2 separate regions of the Arachis hypogaea genome follow, and region 2 is linked to region 1. A link is a contact called in public Hi-C data. All regions are on one chromosome and are shown on one strand. Each heading gives the region's core, a stretch centred on a gene start, on an enhancer-like site or on the middle of the called end of the contact. The rest is flanking DNA. Distances are from core to core; before and after follow the strand shown.

Region 1 (4,336 bases), core at 1,089-3,588:
TTTTTTGTGCTTGTTTAAAAGTGTGTAAGCAAGTGATGATTTTTTTATGGTTGAAAACTCTGTATAAACTATTAAATTATTGTATATGTCTTCACTTTTTAGGTGTATGAATTTTTTTAATGTTTTTAGTTACTTGTTTTGGAAGTGAGTTAATATAAACTCTAATTTTTTCTTTGTTCTTTCTTGTTCCTATATTTCACCATAGGGTGAGTTTGTTAAGAAAGGCAATGTTGTGAAGTTCTTTGATTTAGACCATTTAAACTTCTTTAATTTTAAAGCATTGTTCAAGAGTTTGAGATACCATGATTACAAGTCAATTTTGTGGTTTGACCCAATGCAATTAATTTTAAATTTTGATTGCATCCAATAGAAGGACATGCTGAGATTAATGAGTCAAGGGAGGATAAGATGACAAATAAGGATGATAATGAGTTTTACATTTTCTATGAACACATTATACTTGATGGTGAAGATGTTATTGCATGTGATGAATCTAGTAACCCTCTTGTATCAGAAGATGTTATTGATGATGATAGGTATGAAAGAAGAAGATGAGCCATACAAGCCCCTACCACTTAGATTAGAAAATGATGATATTGATGTAAATGATCATACAGCAAAAGTGAGAAAGGTGTATCCAAAATGAACGGTCACTAGATCAAAAATGAAGGAATCAAATGTGAGATTTGAGGATTTGGGTATTGGCAACAAAGGTGCTATAAAAAAGGATGCTAAGAAGAAGAGTAGTGTAGATGATAATGTTTGTCAAATGAAAGCAACAATTATCCTAAAGTTTGGACATCCCAAGAACAACCGGTTAAAATTTTCCATTGTTTGGAACTTATATATTATTGCATACAATTGGGAGTTACAGTTGGGAGCATACTTGTGGCTAGAACCTCTTCGATATGATATGCATCTCCCCTACTACTCAAGTCACTTCCATCGTTTCCTTCCATTTGTTATTTCGTGCTTGTTGAGTTTTTAGTGCTGTTCATTTTCAACGTGAGATAAGCTTTTAATTGAGTCAAGAGAAGGACTAAATTATCCTCAAGATGTGGTGTAATTTCAATCTTGAACTTAGTTACTATATTTAACGTTACATATTAGCATCATTGTTAATTTGACATTATCAATCAACGGAAGAATTTAACTTGTTCACTATGTGTCATCTTTGAGCATCTATTTGTTATTTTTGTTTTTAGAAACTAATTTGTCCGAAATGTAAATCCTTTCAGAACTTATTTATCACTTTACTCTTTACTTTTTTAAAAAGGAGCATTAATAGCTTCTTCTAAATATTTATAAATGTTATCTTATACACTTCCTTTTAAGATCAGAATTTATCCTTTCTTTTTTATTTTTCAATTTTAACTTATTTATTCAAGTCCTTTGACATCAACTTAAGTCAAAAGGTGATATTTCAAAGATGAAGTTAAATATTTACCCGTTTAAAAATATGAGACTAATTTTTAATTATTGCGACTAATATGCCTAATTAAAATGCTCAAGAAATAATTTTGGGCGTGTGAATTTGAGAGTTTAATTATATTTTTATGGGAATTGCTCTAGTAGTTTTTTAAATTATCCTTTTTTATATACTATCACATAATAAATCTAATTGTATGCATATTTAATACATAAAAATATAAAATAATTTATTTTATATATTTTATTTAAATATAGAATATCATGTTTAAATTAAATTCTAGATAATTATTGCATCATTTATATTTTTCTAAAACTATAAAACATGTGAATCACATTTTAGAATATATTTAATTTAGGTCAGGTTTTAAAAAATTCTTTTTATCAAATTTAAACCGTGTAAATTAATTAAATGTATGATTATTTTGTGTATTAAAGACGTACCAAATAGATTTTTTATATAATATGCAAGAGAAAAGATAATTCACTCTAATTTTAAAAGAATTTTAAAACAATTAAAGATGTCAAATAAACAAACGAGTGGACAAGTTTTCGCCGATTCATTACCTGTGATGAGCAAGAATTAGAAAAACGAATTGTCCCGTATTTTAAACGAGTTAAGAAAATTTTAAACTCGACTCGTCTGAGTGAATGAGTTAGATAAGTCGGTCCATTTAACTCTTTTTTTATTTTTTTTATTTATTTTGTAAAACAAAATTACATCATAATTTTGTAATTTTTTATTTTTTATCCATACAAGTAAAAGAGATTTTGTAATTTAAAAGAAACTTTACATACTAAAAAAGAACAAAAAAAGAAAAACGAGTCAGAAAAAGACAAATTGTGCTCGCTCGACTCAAAATCTTTACTTGTGAGTTATATGAGTTGAACTGACTCACTTCTCTACGAGTTGTGATTTTACTTGTTCGACTTAACTATTTTTATGAGGGATCCTAGTCGCAGCTTTTTTTTTGGTCTCCCGGCAATTGCCATATATTTTTAGCGTGGGAGGGTTTTTTTTTTTTCTTTTTGTATTGGTTGTGTTGCAAGTGTTTTCTTTTTGTTTTTGGTGAAGTAATGAAGTTTGATTTTACTGGTCGTAAACCATCTCAATGCGTGAAGCCCAATCAGATCAAGATCGGTAGGACCAAATTCCGTCTCATCCCAAGCCGAATATAAAATGACCAATACATCTGAAGAGCCCATAAAACTTTCTCATTCTCATCCCATAGCACTATTTAAGTATTTATTCCTCTTCCTTCCTCTCGTTTGTCCTTTTTACTCTTCCTCTTCCGTCATCCGCATCATCTTCTGGCGGTTACTGTACAAAACCAAATCCGTGCATCAGAAGCAGCGACGACCTTAAAACTCCGTCTCAGGAAGCTCGTTGATCCAAGAAAGAACCACAAATGACGACGGCAGCGCGACCTACATGGGCTCCGGCGAAGGGTGGCAACGAACAAGGAGGTACCCGAATTTTCGGTCCCTCACAGAAATACTCTTCCAGGGACATCGCTTCCCACACCACCCTCAAGCCCAGGTACGATTCCTCCCCCCGCCCCGGAAATTAATTTCTCTTGTATTCAATTCTGAATTTTGTGTGATATGTTGAGTAATCGTGTGGATTGAAAAGAGGGTCTAGGGTTTCGTTACGCGTACTCGAAATTTGGGATTGAACATGAATTAGGTTTTCTGTGAAGATTTTAATTGAGAAGTCGCAAGCTGTTGTGTTAGTATGAATCTGCTTTTTAAAGTTAATGACTTCATAGTTTAGGTTGAAAGTTGAAACTCTTTTGTAGTTTTAGATTTGTCGCAAGTGGTATTATTTGTTATGAGAAATTATGGATCCTCCTAATTGGTTATTTACTTATCTATTTTGCTTTGTTGGGTTTTTTATTCCGGCAATCAAATGCAATTGCGAATTCCAAATTTTAAATATCAGTTCCTATTGAAATTTGTTGCTTTGATGGTGGGAAAGTGTTACCTATTACCCTGACTTCTCTTTTTCTTAGATTTTCTGAGAACTTCTCCATGGTTAAGAAAAACAATGATCTCTAGTATGTAGGTTTTATTATAAAATGCTGCAAGATATTCACCCATGTATGGAGAAAAGGAAGCTTCATGCTAGAGCAGCAAAAGTAAACATTTAATAGCAATTTTTGGACTTACAAAAATGATAATTTCTCATTTCTTATATGAAACAAGACTGGAGGTGCAAAATTTTAGGTCCCATTATAGTTTTAGTTCAAATTAGGGATGAAACACACAAACGATATCCAGATTAATACTTTTGTCAGATAAACTGCAGATATATTTGGAATGACCTAAAATACCAGCCACACCCAACCATAGGAATAATCACACTCATTCAAGCAAAATATGTATCTGTTTTTCCCAACAGAAGATGCAGGACACCCATAATAAGAAAAAGGCCAATTAGCCAAATAGGTAGGTAATAAGGAATGAACTGGGTAGGTTAACAGAGAAGTATATGCTTTGCTTATATTTGCACGATGTTATGATTTGCAATATATTTTGTACCTTGAAGCAGTTGTAATATCATCTAGGGTGCAATATGGAATTTGGGACAATTTTGTCTGGGCAAAAAAGTTTTCACTGTGCCCTAGATTGAATAATGGAAAGTTTGGAAAGTAATCACGGTCAATTTATTTTCTGGGTTAATGTAATGAAAAGCTCTTTTGAATTCATATATTAGAATATTAGATGTTGGTGAAGTGACTGAAGCGATAGGGTTACTAACTTTATTTGCTAAAACTTCTCAATCAGTGTGGTTACAGTTAGGTGTGGGTGTCATGGCTGTTTTCATCGTCTTCTCATGTTCTCTTGTGTAAACTTTTGATATTATCTTTATGTTCGCTGTCTTTCTCATGTATTGCTCCTCTCCTTT
Region 2 (4,336 bases), core at 1,200-3,699, 130 kb before region 1:
CATCCTTCAACGAATTAGCTTGTGGCAGAATATCCTCCTAATTCATTTCTGCATCTAGCAAATTATGTTCTTTTTCGTAGTCTAGCGAATTAGTAATTCGTAAAAGATGTAACCTGATTCAAATTAGAACATTTGAGTAATATTGGTTTCCAAACATTTTATTTAGTTAAATTGCCCAATTTGAAACCTAGGTGAAAGTGCGTCTGTTGAGCACTTCCATCTTGTTTTCTACATCCACTATTTTTTTTTTTTTTGTTCCTTTCACCTAACATTACTTTATCATGGATCAGGCACAGGATGAATTGTTTGAATGCAGATGTGGAAGTTAATGCATATATTTTTAAAAATGACGGTCGAAGAGGTAAACCTAGGCAACTTAGTGACTTCATTTTTTGATGGTTGAGACACTCGCTCAGTTTGTCCTGGAAGAATTTGAGCTTCACTTTGAAGAATGTGTGAGGTTTAAGGGACATAATGCAAATGTAAAGATTAAAAGATATATATAGAAAATACATTAATTTTGTATCCTTAGAAACATAATCATGTATCTGTTTTTAAATGGAAACGTATACATGTCTTTCTATCTTTCCAAAGTAAACTATCATTTTTATCCAAAAAAAATTAAAACGCTTATAAATTTACTCACGAAGGAAATTAACGCCTATATAGTTTGGTAGGTTTTGTATAAAGTTAGTTTCGTTCATTTATAGGTATATTTTTTACGTTTGAATTTTTGTGGAGTTAAACTTTAAAGAAGTCTCTGAAATTGGCTGTTTGTATCGAAGAGATTTCCAAGGTTCCAAATACACTATAAAGATCTTCAAGATTGAAAAATTGTACCATGTTGGTCTACACCTCTTTCTGTCTAATTACTCTTTACACTATGAGTGACTTAATACATCTCTTTAATGTACGAAGAGAAGATGTCACTTTATTTTTGCTGCTAAATGGTTGATGAAACGACATCGTTTAACCTTACTAATCATACATTTTTTCGTGGGACATAAGATATTTTGTTGTTTATTAGGGTTAAACGATATCGTTTCAACAAAATGTCTTATGTCCCACGAAAAAATGTATGATTAATAAGGTTAAACGATGTCGTTTCATCAAGCATTTGGTGTCAAAACTAAAATGACGTCATTTCGTCTAGTCTAGCGTGGAATGGTATATGTCGCGTCACTCGCAGTGTGACTAATAATTCGATAGAAAGAGAGTGAGGAATTAACGTGGTGTAATATTTTCAGGCAATTACTCAAGTAAAGATGGCAAAAATATCTTTTTTATGAAGATGTTTTGTTAAAAAATGTGACTTATTTATTTAGCTAAATTTTAAACAAAGACAATACTTTTATAACATATCAAAATTTAACCATACAATCTATTATCTAAGAGTTAAAAGCAAACATTTTCATATGAAGACAATTATAAAGTCTTCATAGTAGTATCTACCATATTTTTAATTTTAGGAATATTTATGGTGCAATTGAAATCTCAAACTTTTTTGATACAAAATTTTTAAGAATCACTTTTAGACTTAACTCAATATTTACGATTAAAAATAATAGTTTATTCTTTTGATATAAAATTAGGAGGGAGTGCGATCTTTTGGTGATGGTTTTGTTTACATTCTATCAATGTTCTCAAAATTGGATTGAACCGGCCGGTTGAACTAATTGAACTTAAAATCAGTAGCTAATTTGATTTGTTGATATACAAAAATGCCTATTTTAAAAAACAGAGTTGAACCAAAATTATTTAGTTTTTTTTTTTTTAAAAAAAACCTAAAACCTAAAGCCTAAAACAGAAATTTTTTCAATAATAAAATAAAAAAAATTTATATTTCCCTAAACATGATTTTTAGACTTTAATTTCCAATTTTTTTTTGGGCATTTAAGCAAGTTCACCAGACCCGACGAACTCTATAAAATTTAGCAAGTTCGCCTAATTCTCCGGCAAGCTCTATAAATTTTATAGAGTTTCCCTAACCTCCGACAAACTCTCTTTTAAGTTTTTTTGAATTTCAAATTTTTAATCTATTATCATCATCTCCAAATAGTATATAGAGCTGATAATCTGAAGTTGAATCATCCATTATTTTCAAAACGATTTCAGAGCTTAATTTCAGAAACAATGGAAACAAAAAAAGAAGAAAGAGAACAGAAAGAGAAACTTACGTAAACGGCGAAGGAGAAGAAAGAGAGAAACGCACGAAAGAGATTACAGAAGGAATTCAAAAAAGAAAACGAAATCTTTTAAAAAAAGAAAGTTATATATTTGTGCGTTGATTGATTAAAAAATCTGTTAAGGAAGTGCGTGAAACATACATGTCATAAGAGATGCATTTTAGGGATTAAAAATTTTTAGGACTTGTATGGCTTGTATAGTGAAAAGGCTTGTACATGAAAATTAATCCTTTAAAACAACCCAAAATAAAAAAGGAAAACAATATATACCCTAATTTCCTCTTTGCTCCTTCACTTTTCAGCATCAAACAATTCAAACTCAGAAACAACTAAATAAGAGAAAACAAACACCAAAGAGACCCAAGCCATCATCCCCCAACTCTATAGTTGCCGTCCCCTTCTGTCCGTGTTGGCCAAGCAACTTCTTACCCTCCTCGCCGTGATGCGCGTAGTTCTTGCCTATTACGGTGCTTCTCGCGGTCTTTCTGTGTTGCTTTGTTTCTCTCCGTTCTCGCCGAAATTCTCGTAGGTGAGTCCTCTCTTTGCTGTGTTCTTGCTGCGTTGTATTCGTTTGTTAATTTGCTTAATTAAGTTCTTAATTTTTTTGTTCTTGTTCTTCCGGCGTTGAATTTTTTTTCACCTTCCATCTCCTAGGTTGCAGGAAGCCACATGGAGAGGCGACACAAATTGAAGACAGAGAAGAAGGATCATATTGATTTGGCATAGGTTACTTTGTACTATCACTATTTAGCCCCTTACAGTATCGTCTTAGGGTTTTCAGAATTCCCAATTACACCCGCTGACACACAACGTGTTCCAAACTAAATTCACAACAAAGTATTGCAAATTTGTTATCAATATCGTATCTCTCGCTGGGAAAATCGAAAGAGGCCTATCATCAAGCTCATAGTTCATCGATATTACAAATTTTACACCCAATAATCTGCAACCTTGGCAAGCTAAATCGTTAAGCCACCGAAAATGGGAGGCCATGGCGGCCTCAACATTCTCCCGCAGAAGCGGTGGAACGTCTACAACTACGAGAACAGGGAAAAGGTCCGCCGCGACGAGGAGCAAGCCGCCAGAGACGAGCAGATCAAGCGCGATGAGGTCAGAAAGCGCGACGCCGAGCTCCGCCTCGAGCGCCTCCGCACCGCCAAGGGTTTGGCTCCTCTCGTTAAGGCCAAGGCAGAGGAAGAGAAGGAGGAGGAAGAAGAAGAAGAACCGGAATTGAAGAATTCGGGTGACAACAGACACATTAACTTGTTCGAGGGAATTAAGATTTTCGATCCTGTACGAGAAACCGAGAAGAGGAAGGAGTTGTTAGGGGAAAGGGAAGGGTGGAAGAAGGAGAAGAGGATGAAGAAAGAAGAAGGAAAGTCCTCGGGGGTGGTGGTGGGTCCCGAGGATGAGAAGTATAGGTTAGGGTATGGGGTAGCAGGGAAGGGTGTGAAGATGCCTTGGTATCTTGAGAAGCGTAATGGCGACGATAAGAAGGGCGATGGGGATGATGGTGATGGGGAAGTGAAGAATGAGAACAAGAAGAAGAATGGGAGGAAGACTTTGGAGGAGTTGAGGGAAGAGAGGTTGAAGAGGGAGAAGCACGAGAAGGAGCGGGAGAGGGCGTTGACCGGGGAGAAGGGCCGCAGCAGCAGCAGCCATAGTGAGCGCCGCAGCGATAGAGATGTGTATGGGAACAAGAAGTTTAACAGGTGATCACATATTGACCATGTATTTAATGTTATGCATTTGGCAATTTTGTGTGAAGCTCTTTTAAATGATAAATGCTCTTGGTATGTCTACTACGACAAGCTTAGAAATTCAATGCTGTGTAAAAAGTTGTTGATTCAGTAATCTTGTAACATAAAAGAATAATGTAACGAATCAAAAATCAAAATTGGCTTGGTTTTCTTTCATCAAGTAATCTCGTAATTCTAAATGTCGAAATACAGTTAGGATCATATATTTCTAAAATAAAGTTACAAAATTAGCAGAGATATATGCCCCCCATTCAAATTTTGTATCTGACTTGCAACTGTTTTCTTGCTTGATCGTGCACAAGGTTCTTACTTCTGGGGTCTCACTATTGTAAAACATATTATGAATATGACATTGTCTATTTGAGTTTTTCAGGAAGTAATTCAGAATAT

Evidence for each region. A called contact is a pair of places that touch in the nucleus more often than the background predicts.
Region 2: a contact with region 1 is called in a Hi-C map of leaf, with 5 times the contacts expected there. The contact joins the promoter of LOC112802786 here to the promoter of LOC112802770 in region 1. A contact is called at or near these places in 2 of 8 Hi-C or Micro-C datasets (both in leaf).

Annotation. Positions count from the first base shown.
Region 1 is chr1:39,600,516-39,604,851 of arahy.Tifrunner.gnm2.J5K5, reverse strand. It overlaps LOC112802770, which reads left to right and starts at 2,338. Exons shown (of 7, transcript XM_025846113.2): 1 at 2,338-2,968. The coding sequence starts at 2,838.
Region 2 is chr1:39,728,972-39,733,307 of arahy.Tifrunner.gnm2.J5K5, reverse strand. LOC112802786 reads left to right here and starts at 2,449. Exons shown (of 3, transcript XM_025846136.3): 1 at 2,449-2,715; 2 at 2,841-3,898. The coding sequence starts at 3,168. It overlaps LOC112802799, which reads left to right. Exons shown (of 15, transcript XR_011862801.1): 15 at 29-598.